Regions from separate parts of the Sus scrofa genome. Here region 1 is linked to region 2. A link is a contact called in public Hi-C data. All regions are on one chromosome and are shown on one strand. The core of a region is the stretch at or near the end of the contact, and the rest is flanking DNA. Distances in the headings are between cores, read along the strand shown.

The links. Hi-C and Micro-C count contacts between places; a contact is called where the count stands out from the background.
Region 1: a contact with region 2 is called in a Hi-C map of liver, with 1.8 times the contacts expected there. The contact joins two enhancer-like sites. A contact is called at or near these places in 8 of 47 Hi-C or Micro-C datasets (brain, embryonic fibroblasts, fetal heart ventricle and 3 more).

What each region holds. Positions count from the first base shown.
Region 1 is chr16:34,089,932-34,096,110 of Sscrofa11.1, forward strand. LOC100737060 (chondroitin sulfate proteoglycan 4-like) reads right to left here. Exons shown (of 13, transcript XR_002339749.1): 4 at 4,592-5,062; 5 at 366-542. Among named protein-coding and RNA genes, the nearest start is that of ESM1, 100 kb to the right of the region's middle. Within about 2 kb of position 1,875, at least 6 of the 83 cell types and tissues checked have an H3K27ac peak or open chromatin away from gene starts, as enhancers often do. A contact at or near this core is called in liver, where this site is marked.
Region 2 is chr16:33,986,758-33,993,208 of Sscrofa11.1, forward strand. All of the region lies in intron 12 of LOC100737060 (chondroitin sulfate proteoglycan 4-like), which reads right to left. Among named protein-coding and RNA genes, the nearest start is that of ESM1, 200 kb to the right of the region's middle. Within about 2 kb of position 4,489, at least 33 of the 83 cell types and tissues checked have an H3K27ac peak or open chromatin away from gene starts, as enhancers often do. A contact at or near this core is called in liver, where this site is marked.

The DNA of each region.
Region 1 (6,179 bases), core at 625-3,124, 100 kb after region 2:
TAAATAGATATAAACATATATTAAACATATAAATTTAATATATAATGTATATTTTATCATATAATATATATTTTATATAAATATATTTTTATATTATATATAAATATATTTTTATCATATAATATATATTTTATATATATTTTATATAAATACAAGATACTTGTATATCTTATTATTTAACATTCTATATATAAATATACATTAAATAAACAAATTAAATATAAATATACTTATCAAAGATATATTACAAATATATATATAAGATATTCATATATCTTATTATTTAACATTAGAAACAACACAGAAGAAAATCAAATTGGTGGCTCTATGTTAGCAGGATAAATCTGAAAGCATGGAGCACTTACCTGAAGGATTTTATTAGCTGTAATTACTGGAGCCTCATCATTTACTGACTTGACAGTCACAAAAAGAGTTTGGGGCACACTCTGTTTTCCGAGCTCTGAGCTATTTGCAAAGATGGTAAAACTGTCAAGAAGGTCCTCACTATCATCATGAACATAGGAAATCAATCCATTTTCCACCTGTAACCAACAACATCAAAATGACCAAATCACTGAAATGCAATCTTAAAATATGAAAAAAAATGCTATGAAAGAAATCTTGATTTTTTTTTTTTTGCCATTTCTTGGGCTGCTCCAGCAGTATATGGACGTTCCCAGGCTAGGGGTCGAATCATCGGAGCTATAGCCACCGGCCTACACCAGAGCCACAGCAACACAGGATCCGAGCCGTGTCTGCAACCTACACCACAGCTCACGGCAGTGCCGGATCCTTAACCCACTGAGCAAGGCCAGGGATCGAACCTGCAACCTCATGGTTCCTAGTCGGATTCATTAACCACTGAGCCACGACGGGAACTCCAAAATCTTGATTTTTTAATATCACTCTAAAACACAGAAGCACGTGTTCATTTCAGGAAGTTTGATTCTGACAATCAGAGTGCAAATTATGAAGCGGTGCTGCATGCCAGAAATAAGTTTAATGAAGAACAAAGTAATGGAGCAATGTGGAGGAGTAAAGAAAATGCTGGACTGGTTACCAGAAAATTTGAATTCAAAAGGTATTTCTAACATTAAAATGTGTTAAGTGACATGCTCCACCCTTTATTCCAATGGGTTTTAACAACACCCATTAAAATTGAGACTCTACTTGTTTCTTTAGAGAGGTGAATTTTTGAGGTTGTAGATTATTTTGTTGGACAATTCAGAATGTTGGATTTAGGCTCTTAAGTTTCCATGCACTGGATGAATTTCTGCTCTTTGGAGACATATGGATCAGGGCAACTAATTAAGTTTCCTCAAACTAGTCCTTTCTGAACTAAGCTTGCATTTTTCCCTTAACTGTTCTTTGTATGCACGGTTACACTTGCCACCTCCTCTCCTGCTTCAGAATACAATCATTTTTTGGTGCATGTCTTAACAGATGTTACCCATAACTAGCTACTATATACCTCCCGAGGACAAAGTGTAATGATTGTATCCAACTTAGTCTATCAAGCAAGATTTCTCTCAATGTGATAACCACTATGCAAATGTTTATTTTTATCCCTGGTAAATTTCATCTAATTTTCATTCTAAAATGGTCATCCAATGAATCAGTTATTCCTCTTGGATTTGCAATAGCCACAGATTTGATCAGAATGCCTTCCTTGCCTTTAAGGCTCTGAGGGAAAAGTTGACGAGCTTTTCAGGATCAAAATCAGAAAGACCAGGAGAATTTTAAAGCTAGAAGGGAACTTGGCTTCAGTGAATCTGTGACCCAAAAATACAACAGCAGAGTACTTCCAAAGCCCAAGAGAAGTAGTTGAACTTCTAAAAAAGCCTCTGGGGTTGTGTTTGTTTTGATAAAATACAGCCAACATTTTTCACAGTTCAACTTTGCCCAGTCCTGTGGCGCATTTCCTTTGAGCAAAGACTTTTGATCTTTCAGAGGTGTTTCTGACAAGAGTTGAAAAGTTCATGAACAGTCTCAAGAGAAAGTTGTGGCCACTTGTACACAGGTGCATGAGAATTTCTTTGGAGTTCAATGGGAAGAGGAACTCCAGACCATCAGCCTGACCACTTGCTCCTAGAACACACTGCTTCAAGCTATTTGAAAGCAAATGTGGAAGATGGCATTTATCACAGAGCAGGAGAATTTTTAATCTAGTATGCTTTAGGAAGAGAGCATTTAAATAGAAGTCACCTTTTCAGAAGAAATACGTCCTGTCATTTCCTCAATGGAGTAGTACTCCCCCAGAGTACCATTTAAAATGTCAGCCAGTAGGTATTAGTCTAAAGGAAGCAAGAGGGTTTGGTGGGGATTTGTCCATTCCTAGTTCTAACACCAGAAAAACACCTGCTGACCTGAATCTAAAGTATATGACAAACTTGCAGAAAATCTTAAAATATTAAAGAGTGTTTGGTCCTCTCACGAACATGTGCAGGGACTGTCAGGTCCCTTCTCTGCTCGAATCCTCCCTCTCCCATTGCTTCCCATCACACTCTGGGGCAAAGGTAAAGTCAAAAGCCTTCCAAACTGGACCTCCCTAACCTCATCTACTGCCCCCACCTCCCCACCCCATATGAGCAGCTCCAGCCAGACGGAGTTTCTCCTGCTCCCCTCACAGAGCTGTTCGCTTGTTCTTCCCTTGGCCTGAATGAGCTTCCTTCTCCATATCCACTGAGCTCGCCATCCATCACCTACTCCAGGGGTCTGCTCAACACCCTCCCTCCAACCACCACACCATATTTGAAACTGAACTTCAACACACACACACACACACACACACACACACACACACACACACACACACGTCAAGTTCTCAGCACTTCCTATCTCCTTTTCCTGCTTTACTTTCTCCATACCACTAATCTTCATTCAACTACTTTATCTCTACAAATTCACTTCTTTCATTTATTCTCTCTCTCTGCCCCCATCTTTCCCCCACTAGGAAAAAAAGATCCATAAGGACAGGGATTATTGCTGGGTTAGCTCCCTGCTTTATCCCCAGTACTCAGAACTAATATACCAGACACATAATGGACACTCAAAAACTATAGCTGAATGAATGAAGGGCAAAAATGGTCAGGACTCTCCTTCTTTGAGTCACTATAGGCTATAACCACAAGTTGTGAGGTTCTTAGCGAAAATGATCATGTCTCAAAACCTAGAGACCTCGGGAGTCATAAAGCAAGATAAAACAGGAAGGGCTCACCTGAAAGAGTAGGAACACAAACTTGACCGTGAACAAGGATAACATGGGTGCTACAAGAACACACGAACTCAACACAGACTTCAACCAACCATGCTTAAAAAAACACTTCTTACAAAGCACAATCCATAATGAATTGGCCAAGGAGTTCCCGTTGCGGCTCAGCGGTTAACGAATCTGACTAGCATCCAGGAGGACGAAGATTCGGTCCCTGGCCTTGCTCAATGGGTTAAGGATCTGACGTTTCCATGAGCTGTGGTGTAGGTTGCAGATGTGGCTCGGATCCTGCATTGCTTATGGCTCTGGCGTCAGCAGCTGCAGCTCTGATTTGACCCCTAACCTAGGAACCTCCACATGCCCACGAGTGAGGCCCCAAAACAAAACAAAACAAAATAATGAATTGGCCAAGACAGAACCAAAATTTAGTGCTCAGTCTCTCACCCAGAGTCACAAGGTGAACAGATTTAAATTCTACTTACACGAGAGCAAGTGGTGATCTTGGATGGTCTGTCCAGCCTTTGAGAGGAAAACTATGATTAAGAGATGGCATGCTGTGTTAGCTCCGTGAGTGTTATACTTTGAGAGGGAGAGACAGTGTGAAGCTCTTCTAGAATTGAGCAGCCAGGACCATGCAAGGGCTAGAGACCCGCACATATAAGCAAAAGTTGGGAAAACAAGAGTTGGTTAACATAAAGAAGTTAAAATTTAAGGGAATTTGATATTTTTTTTTCTTTCAATATTTAAAGAGGTTTTTTTTTCGTTTGCTTTTGTTTTTTTTGTCTTTTTGCCGTTTCTTGGGCCGCTTCCTATAGCATATGGAGGTTCCCAGGCTAGGGGTCTAATCGGAGCTGTAGCCACCGGCCTATACCAGAGCCACAGCAACGCAGGATCCGAGCCGCGTCTGCAACCTACACCACAGCTCACGGCAACGCCGGATCCTTAACCTGCTGAGCAAGGCCAGGAATTGAACCCACAACCTCATGGTTCCTAGTTGGATTCGTTAACCACTGTGCCACGATGGGAACTCCTAAAGAGCTTTTATCAGAGGGGGAGCAATTTGTTCTGTGAGCTACTAAAGCCAGGACCTAGTTTCTAAATGGCAGCTCAGCATAGAGAACTTTCTATCAATTGAAGTGTTTTTAACCAGAAGGGCCCATCTCTGGAAGTAGTGAGTTCTCCATCACTGAAGATATTTAAGCAATGGCTGGATGACCTCTCTATGAGGTTACAATGGAAGGGCTTCCCTATGTGTTAGGAGATTTGACCAGATACCTTCTAAAGTCCCATCACTCCCACAAGTCCATGAATCTAAATGATCAAGAGCCAAGTTTTCTTCTCTTAACCAACACACTCAAATATATTAACTGAAGTTATTACCTGTTTCCTGGTAAATTTCATTAGCTCTACTCTTGGAAAATGAGAATTTTCAATATAACCGTGTTTTGGTGGTTTGAGTAGAACAAATTCACAGTCAAGTCTCTCGAAATGTTTGCTTGGAATTTTGAAGTGGTCTTCCAGAAGGGCTTTGGAACCACCTTCCTGGACTGTAAAATTTTGTACCTCCAAAGGAATCCACTTAGGAATGATATCCACCAAGATCTCAACTCTACTCACAGCTTGGAAGCCATTCACCACATCCAGTAAAAAACGGTCCAGCTGTTGGTCAGGAGCTGTCTGTACATAATGGATATAACCATCATTAATGTCCTGTTGTGTAAAAGTCAAAGGGGACTTTTCATTTGCACCTAAGCTACCTTCTTCTGACAAAGATCTTCGGAGGTATCCATGCTTTGGCAGAGCTTTAACGATGAATGTTGCCTCTGAAGGAAAGTTACCTTCGTGTACAGCCTTGAGTTCATATTCACAACACAAAGACACAAAAAGAAAAAAACGCATTAATATATGCAAGAGTTAAGACCCTTGATGAACCAAATTTTTTTCTATTAGTGTCTACAAATGGCTTAGGTCAAAATCCAGGTTGATAACACAGTTTAAGCTGGTCTTGTCCTGGTGACCATGCCAATATTTTAGCCCTGGTTGAAAAGAAAAATAAGCATTTGAATAGCTAATCGTGTATTAACAAGGCATTGTTCACAGTGGCAAGAAACCCAGGACTCAGGAAGTTGAGCTGAAAGAAAGAAAATGGTATAAAGAGAAGGAATAAAAGATGGTGGAATAAGTAACAGCTGAATGACTAAAACTGAAAGACTTTAGAAGAAAGTTTATTTTTAAACTAGTTCAGCATTTTCAATACACATTTTTTAAATCTGCAAAATCCATCTCAAAGCTGTCACTGTTACTGATTTATAGTCACTGAACTATATACGCCCCCTTGTGGTGAAACTTAAATACTAAGATCCTGTAAAAGAACTGAGAAAATCTGGTGGGTCGCATATTCTTAGTCAAAACTCATTATGCAGTCAACTGTTTCTTATTTGAGTTGATTTCTACTTGATGTCTTCGACTGCATTTAGCAAGCAAGCAAACTTGTTTGCAGTTTTGAGGGTGGGTTCAGAATAGCCTGCATTTGTGGCCAGTTGTCATAAATCACAGTTTACCCATCCTGTACAGTATTACTCACTCTCCTAACTCTGTTCAGCAGGGCTGGGCTGCTGGGAGCTTCCATGTAGGAGCCTCAGGAAACCAGGCAGCTGCTGGTGTGAAGTCTCGCCCTTGGCATTCCACTGGTCCAAACCAATGCTAATCCATCGATTTCAAGAAAACTAAAGAGCCAAGGAAATAAACTAATATCCTCTCCTATGCTGTTTTAGGAATCCTTTTTGTACTTGTTAAGTTACTCTACATTTTTATACCCTGCTTCATCATATTACTAATGTAACTCATATCAAATGAAGTATCGGCAGTGAAAAATGATAATAGTAACAACCTCTTCATTTACAATATATACATTTCCTCCTACTTCCCAGGTCATCCTATACTAAACATACATGCATACTCATGTGAA
Region 2 (6,451 bases), core at 3,239-5,738:
GGGATTGCTGGATCAAATGGTAGTTCTATGTTTAGTTTTCTGAGGTGTCTCCATACTGTTTTCCACAGTGGTCGCACCAATTTACAATCCTACCAACAGTGTAATAGGGTTCCCTTTTCTCCACACTCTGTCCAGCACTTATTGTTTGTAGACTTTTTGATGATGGCCATTCTGGCTGGTATAAGGTGGTACCTCCTAGTGGTTTTTATTTGCATCTCTCTAATAATGAGTGATGTTGGACATCTTTTCATGTGTTTTTTGGCCCTCCATATGTCTTTTTTGGAGAATTGTCTGTTTAGATCTTCTGCCCATTTTTTGATGGGTTTTTTGTTTTTTTTTTTTTTTTTGGTATTGAGCTGCAGAAGGTGTTTATAAATTGTGGAGATGAATTCCTTGTAAGTTGATTCATTTGCAAAGATTTTCTCCCATTCTGTGGGTTGTCTTTTCATTTTGTTTAGGGTTTCCTTTGCTGTGCAGAAACTTCTAAGTTTAATTAAGTCCCATTTTTTATATTTGTTTTTACATTTGTTTGTCATTACTCTAAGAGGTGGATCTGAGATGTTGCTGTCGTTTATGAAATGAGGGTTTTTTCATTATGATCTCATAGTTTTTGACATATTCTATATGCTTTAATCTGCTTCAGATATTCTTTTTAAAAAATTTTATTAAAATATAGTTGATTTACAATGTTGTGTCAACCCAGTCATACATACATACATATATATATGCATTCTTTTTCTCATATTATCTTCCATGTTTCAGATATTCTTGTTGATGCTCAAATTATTCCCTTTCTTGTCACTGGGAACATTTCGACTTGGCTCCTGGATTCCTCTGTTGTGGCCTGAGAAATCTTTGCTTGCTTTCTGGTATGGAAAGATGTTGTAGGCTCATCCTGTATAATTTCTGTTCTAGACTTGGTTTCAGTCATTTCTCCAAAGAGCCCTCGTGTTTTCTTTCCTGAGGATACATTACTTTCACAATAAATAAAAGAAAGTTCCTGAGAAGGACACATTCTTTTAGGAATAAAGACCTAGTTAGAAGAAAGGAAAATAGAGTACTTAATTAATTTTTATTCTTCTTAAGGCCCAAGGGAAATGAACATTGGAATGGAAACAAGAATTATTTAAATGTATAAAGTTAGAGCAATTTGGGGTTCTTTGTACCTTATATAATTATATACTACTCTTTCAAAATCCCTTGTTTCAAAATGTCGTAACCACATGAGGTATAATTGCCAATTGTCTCCTGATACATATTTTCCTCTATAATGAAATACTATTTTTTTTTCATAGCCTATTGGAATAATGTTTTATAGCTAGGTATAGTGAGGAGACTAACTTCCAGCCAGATAAAGCAGAAATGAAGAGTGTGATTCCAAGAAGTTTTCTTAAAGGGAGAAAATGAACTCTCTTTTGTTCTTTTTTGCCTGGAAAGCAGACACAGTGGTTGGAGCTTTAGCAGCCATCTCAGGCCATGCAGTGATAACATATGTTGAGGATGGCAGAGCAACAAAATAGAAGAATCCTAATTCCTTGATGTTGTAGTGTTTTGTTTTGTTTTCTGAACAGGGACAGATAGTAAATATTTTCAGCTTTGTACACCTACGGTCTCTGTCACAAGTAGTCCTTATGGCCATATTTATCGAACAGAGTGAAAATGGCCATAGATAATATGCAATGAATGAGATCCAATATGTGGCAATATAAGTTCCAATAAAACTTTATTTATAGGCACTGAAATTGAATCATAATTTTCATGTCACAAAATAGTTTACTCTTTTTTGGGGGGAGGAAGGCCACACCCATGGCATGTGGAAGTTCCTGGGCCAAGAACTGAACCCATGCTGCAGCAGTGAACCAAGCCATTGCAGTGACACCGCCAGATCCTTAACCCATTGTGCCACAAGAGAACTCCAGCATACTTTTTTTTTGTCTTTTTAGGGCCACACCCTCGACATATGGAGGTTCCCAGGCCAGGGGGTCGAATCGGAGCTGTAGCCACTGGCCTGCACCACAGCCACAGCAACGCAGTATCAGAGCTGCATCTACGACCTGCACCACAGCTCACGGCAACACTGGGTCCTAAACCCACTGAGCGAGGCCAGGGATCAAACCTGCGTCCTCGTGGATGCTAGTCAGATTCATTTCCACTGAACCATGACGGGAACTCTCTTCAGTATACTTTTCTTATTAAGTGGTTTTGTCAACCATTTAAAAATATAAAAGCAATTCTTAGTGCATGGGCTATATAAGCACAGGCAATAGTCCAGCGCTGGTGGAGGCATGGTTTGCCAGCCCTTGCTATAGCACTCTACAGTCCCAGATTGCTTATCTTTAGGCTTTGTTTATAAGAGAGAGACTTTTATGTTGTTTCTGGGAGATGAAGTTTGCTGTGACTCGCCAGAGCTAAGTCCTGATAATAAGTAGATGGCATAGCCCCACAGTGCCACACACACACATAATCCATAACAGTCCTGTTCCAGTTCCAAGGAGGCTCCCCTCTTCAGGACTTCACCTGACAGCACACTTGCTGGATGCTGGGCTTCCTCTTCCTTCTTGTCCTATTCCCCCCACCCTTTTTTTTTTTTTTTTTTTTTTTTTAGGGCCACACCTGAGGCATATCAAAGTTTCCTGGCTAGGGATCGAATCAGAGCTGCAGCTGCTGGCCTATACCACAACCACAGCAACGCAGGGCCTGAGCTGTGTCTACCACCTACACCACAGCTCACAGCAACGCCGGATCCTTAACCCACTGAGCGAGGCCAGGGATTGAACCTACATCCTCATGGATCCTAGTTGTTTGTTAACCGCTGAGCTGTTTCAACTCACTGGACTTGCTGTGGGAGCACTTCGGTTATAATCGCTTGTGCAGAGACCTGTGTCAGGGTCTGCTTCTGGCAACTCCAATCTAAGTCTGCGGTAATTGTCATTGCTCAAGGAGCCTTTTCTTCAGGATTTGATGAAATACTGGTAGCCACCTGCTCCTTTTATAAATATAACCCTGGTGTTCCAGGCATAACTCTTTCACCATGTAGCATAACAGATGAGAGCAGGGGCTCTGACGTCAGCCTGCTTGCACTAAAATCCTGCTTAGCCTTTCTGAGCCTCAAGACTCCTCATCTGTAAAATGGAGCCAATAATAACACAATAAATATTCCATAAATGTTAATTATTATTAATGCCAATATTAATAGGTTGTCCAGGCACTTGGACATCCCACTACTACTTGAGAATTCCAACACAGCATTTTCTTTGTAAATAATAGAGAATCAGTGCAGTCTGCTCTGTGTGAGGCTGAAGAGTCAATAAATAAGGTTTTCTTTGTAGGTAATATTTGAAGATCAGGGTTTCTAATTAAGTCTGAGTAAGGGACACATCCTGCTTTAAAACTTCAGCAATAAATTAGACAAATGGCTGTGCTATGAAACCAGCACGCCTGGGCCAGAATCCTGACGTGGCCGCTCACTGGTGCACTGGAGATGTTGTTATTGATTTACCCAACAGGGTTGCCAGTACTTATCCCATGTGGTAATTGTGAAGATTAAGCAAAACTGTGCACATAGAGCACTTAGCTACTCCCTATAATTTCATATGTGCCAGGTACTGTGCTATTATTATCCCTAACATGATGTCACAGACAAGAAGTGGAGAGATTCCAAACATGACTCGGGTACACTTGCCCTGAGGACAAATGTGGCCATTGTGTCAATTCCTAGAAGACTTTTTGGAGATAATCACCTGGTTCTTTCCTTGGCCACTGGATTCAACCTTCTTGGATCAGTTTGCTCGAAAGCAACCCTCCCCATGAACGAGAGGGAAAATGAGCAGCTCCCGTGCTGCTCTGAGTAGGAAAAGCACAAGTCCTTTGACATATTCTCCTGTGCTTGTTCCCATCACGTCTCCATTTTAACTGCATCGCCAGCCTCAGTGCTGTGTAGGTGTCACTGCTTGGCAGGTTTTAAGTGCCAATATTTGTGCATCTTCTCTGGGGGCCCTCCTAGTGGAGAGTGTGGAGTATCACAGAGCCCTGGCCTGAAGTGCAGGCTGTCAGAGCTCAGGAGAAAACAAATTCTTTCTGTATGAACTATGGGAGCCTTTTTGCTCTGCTTGGAGAGGGAGGAAAATGAAAAAAGGGAAAACCACATGCTCCAAGGGAGTCAATCAATATTTGCAGGCTTCCTGACTCACCGGCTTGGTCTGAACAAATAAGAACTCCCTACATTTAAATATTTAATAAATTATCAATAGTAGGATTGTATTTTCATGAGCTAGAGAGTTCTAATTTAGTGGAATAGATTTTTACTTCAAACTTTTTTTTTTTTTTTGCCACATTCAGCAATTGCTATCAGATACTGAATGTCTGTGGTCACACTCTCTTCCTGTTTATAAATGCGCTCTGTTTTCAGTGAGTCAGCGGTTTCTTGTTCTACATGGAGGTATAACGTCAGGCCAAGGAGGTTGAATGAACTTTGTGAATGCCCAGTGTGCGTGGGATTCTGAACCTCAGGCCTCAGGGTGTGTGTGAACACATACTCACACTGTATGTGGTCAGACACAAGCTGAAATAATTCTGCCTCCAGTGAGTTCAGTGGTTCCTCATCTGGTTTTGCTCTGAGCATTGTCAAAGATCACCAATGCTGGATACTAGTTAAAGAGGAAAGGACAAATTTTAATCAGTAATATACTATTGCAATAGGGAAAAGAGAGCATGAGTGAACTGAACTCAACTTTGATTGTACAGAGGTGACTAGATGTTTTAAGGGGAAAATGAGGTGGTGAGGAGCAGGAGTGGGGGGTGATGGACCAGGGTGTTGGGGTGGGGTGGGGGAGCGCTAGGTAGAATCAGGGAAGTGAAAACTACAAATGCTTGGTTGGTATAAATACAATTAGACCAGCAGTATCTGTTAGCTGCCAGTTATCGAAGTTAGAATTCTCTCCTCCCGCAAAGACTGGGAGACAGAGGCCCTATTCTTCCTGAGAATTACGTTTCCAGGGTGGCTTTCAGGTCCTTGAGAAAGACACTCCTGGGTTGTGAGGGATACATGTACACCTCAAAGAGACAGAGGAAGAGTTCACAACTGCAATCCCTTTTTAGTAAATGCTCTAAAAAGGGGGTGGTTGGGGCCTATCTTCATGTGCTGGCTGGAACAAACAGTAAATTCTTGAGTTTTCTCAAATAGGCTCTTTAACGGCAGTGAGGGTCACCTGCAGGTATGGCCCTAAGATGTTAGAAATCACGTGTGTCTGTCCAAGTCTTTTAGGCCAAGGCTAAGGCCTAGTTGGGAAGAGGCTCAGATGCCTGTCTGGAATCAGTTAAAGAGAAAATCTTTGCCTATAAACCAGGCTTCCTGTCACCCTCGGTGGCCTTTGAGCTACTAGCTGGGTTGGAACTTCCAATGTCTAATCTTATTAAAGAACGGTTGGGTTCTGGACTTTTCCCACCATGCTTCCCTCTCCAGCTGCAGCTGTGTTGCTTTGTCAGCCTGTGGATGGGGGCTTTTATTCCTTTCCCTTTATCCCCACTGGTAAGCCAACCACACACCTCCTTGAGAATTCTGTTTATTCTCCATCTTTTCCCTGGAAAAACCTTCCCTGATATCCAAGAGCTGGGTTACATCCCCACAATTTGTCATACTGTATTTTAGTGTCTATTTAAGCACCACTTTCCCCTAACCATACTGTTAGGCTCAGGAGGGCAGGGACTGGGTTCAGTTCATCCTTGTCCCCCCAGCACTTAGCAACAGTAAGTGCTTTGTAAGTGCTTTCTGAGCAAGTGAGTGGGTAATACTTGTCCTTTGATGCCTCCTTGCAGGACCCTGTTATCAGTGGGATTTGAGTCCCGGCTTCACCACTTACCTGGTGTTGGACCTTGCTTAATCACTCTGCACCTAATTCTTCTCACCTGTAGAATGGGTTGATGATAACATCCACTTCACTGGGTTGTTAGGATTCAATGAGTTACATGTGTACAGTGTTTAGAACAGAGCCTGGCACATGGCAATGCTCAGTATTATTATTATTATTATTTTTTTTTTTTTGTCTTTTCTAGGGCCGCACCCACAGCATACGGAGGTTCCCAGGCTAGGGGTCTAATCAGAGCTGTAGCCGCTGGCCTATGCCACAGCCACAGCAACTTGGGATCCAAGCCATGTCTGCAACCTACACCACAGCTCACGGCAATGCCAGATCCTTAACCCACTGAGCGAGTCCAGGGATCGAACCCGCAACCTCATGGTTTCTAGTCGGATTCATTAATCAATGAGCCATGATGGGAACTCCAATGCTCAGTATTATTGTTAAGTGTTATTATTGTTAAGTATTATTATGACTGTTGCTCATTCTAAGGGTGCAGTTCAATACTCTCTGCTGGTGGTTTGTTGAATAAAAGAGTAAACAAATCAATAAATGTCCAGCATCTCAGCTGACCCCTAGTCCTTGCTTCCTCTGCC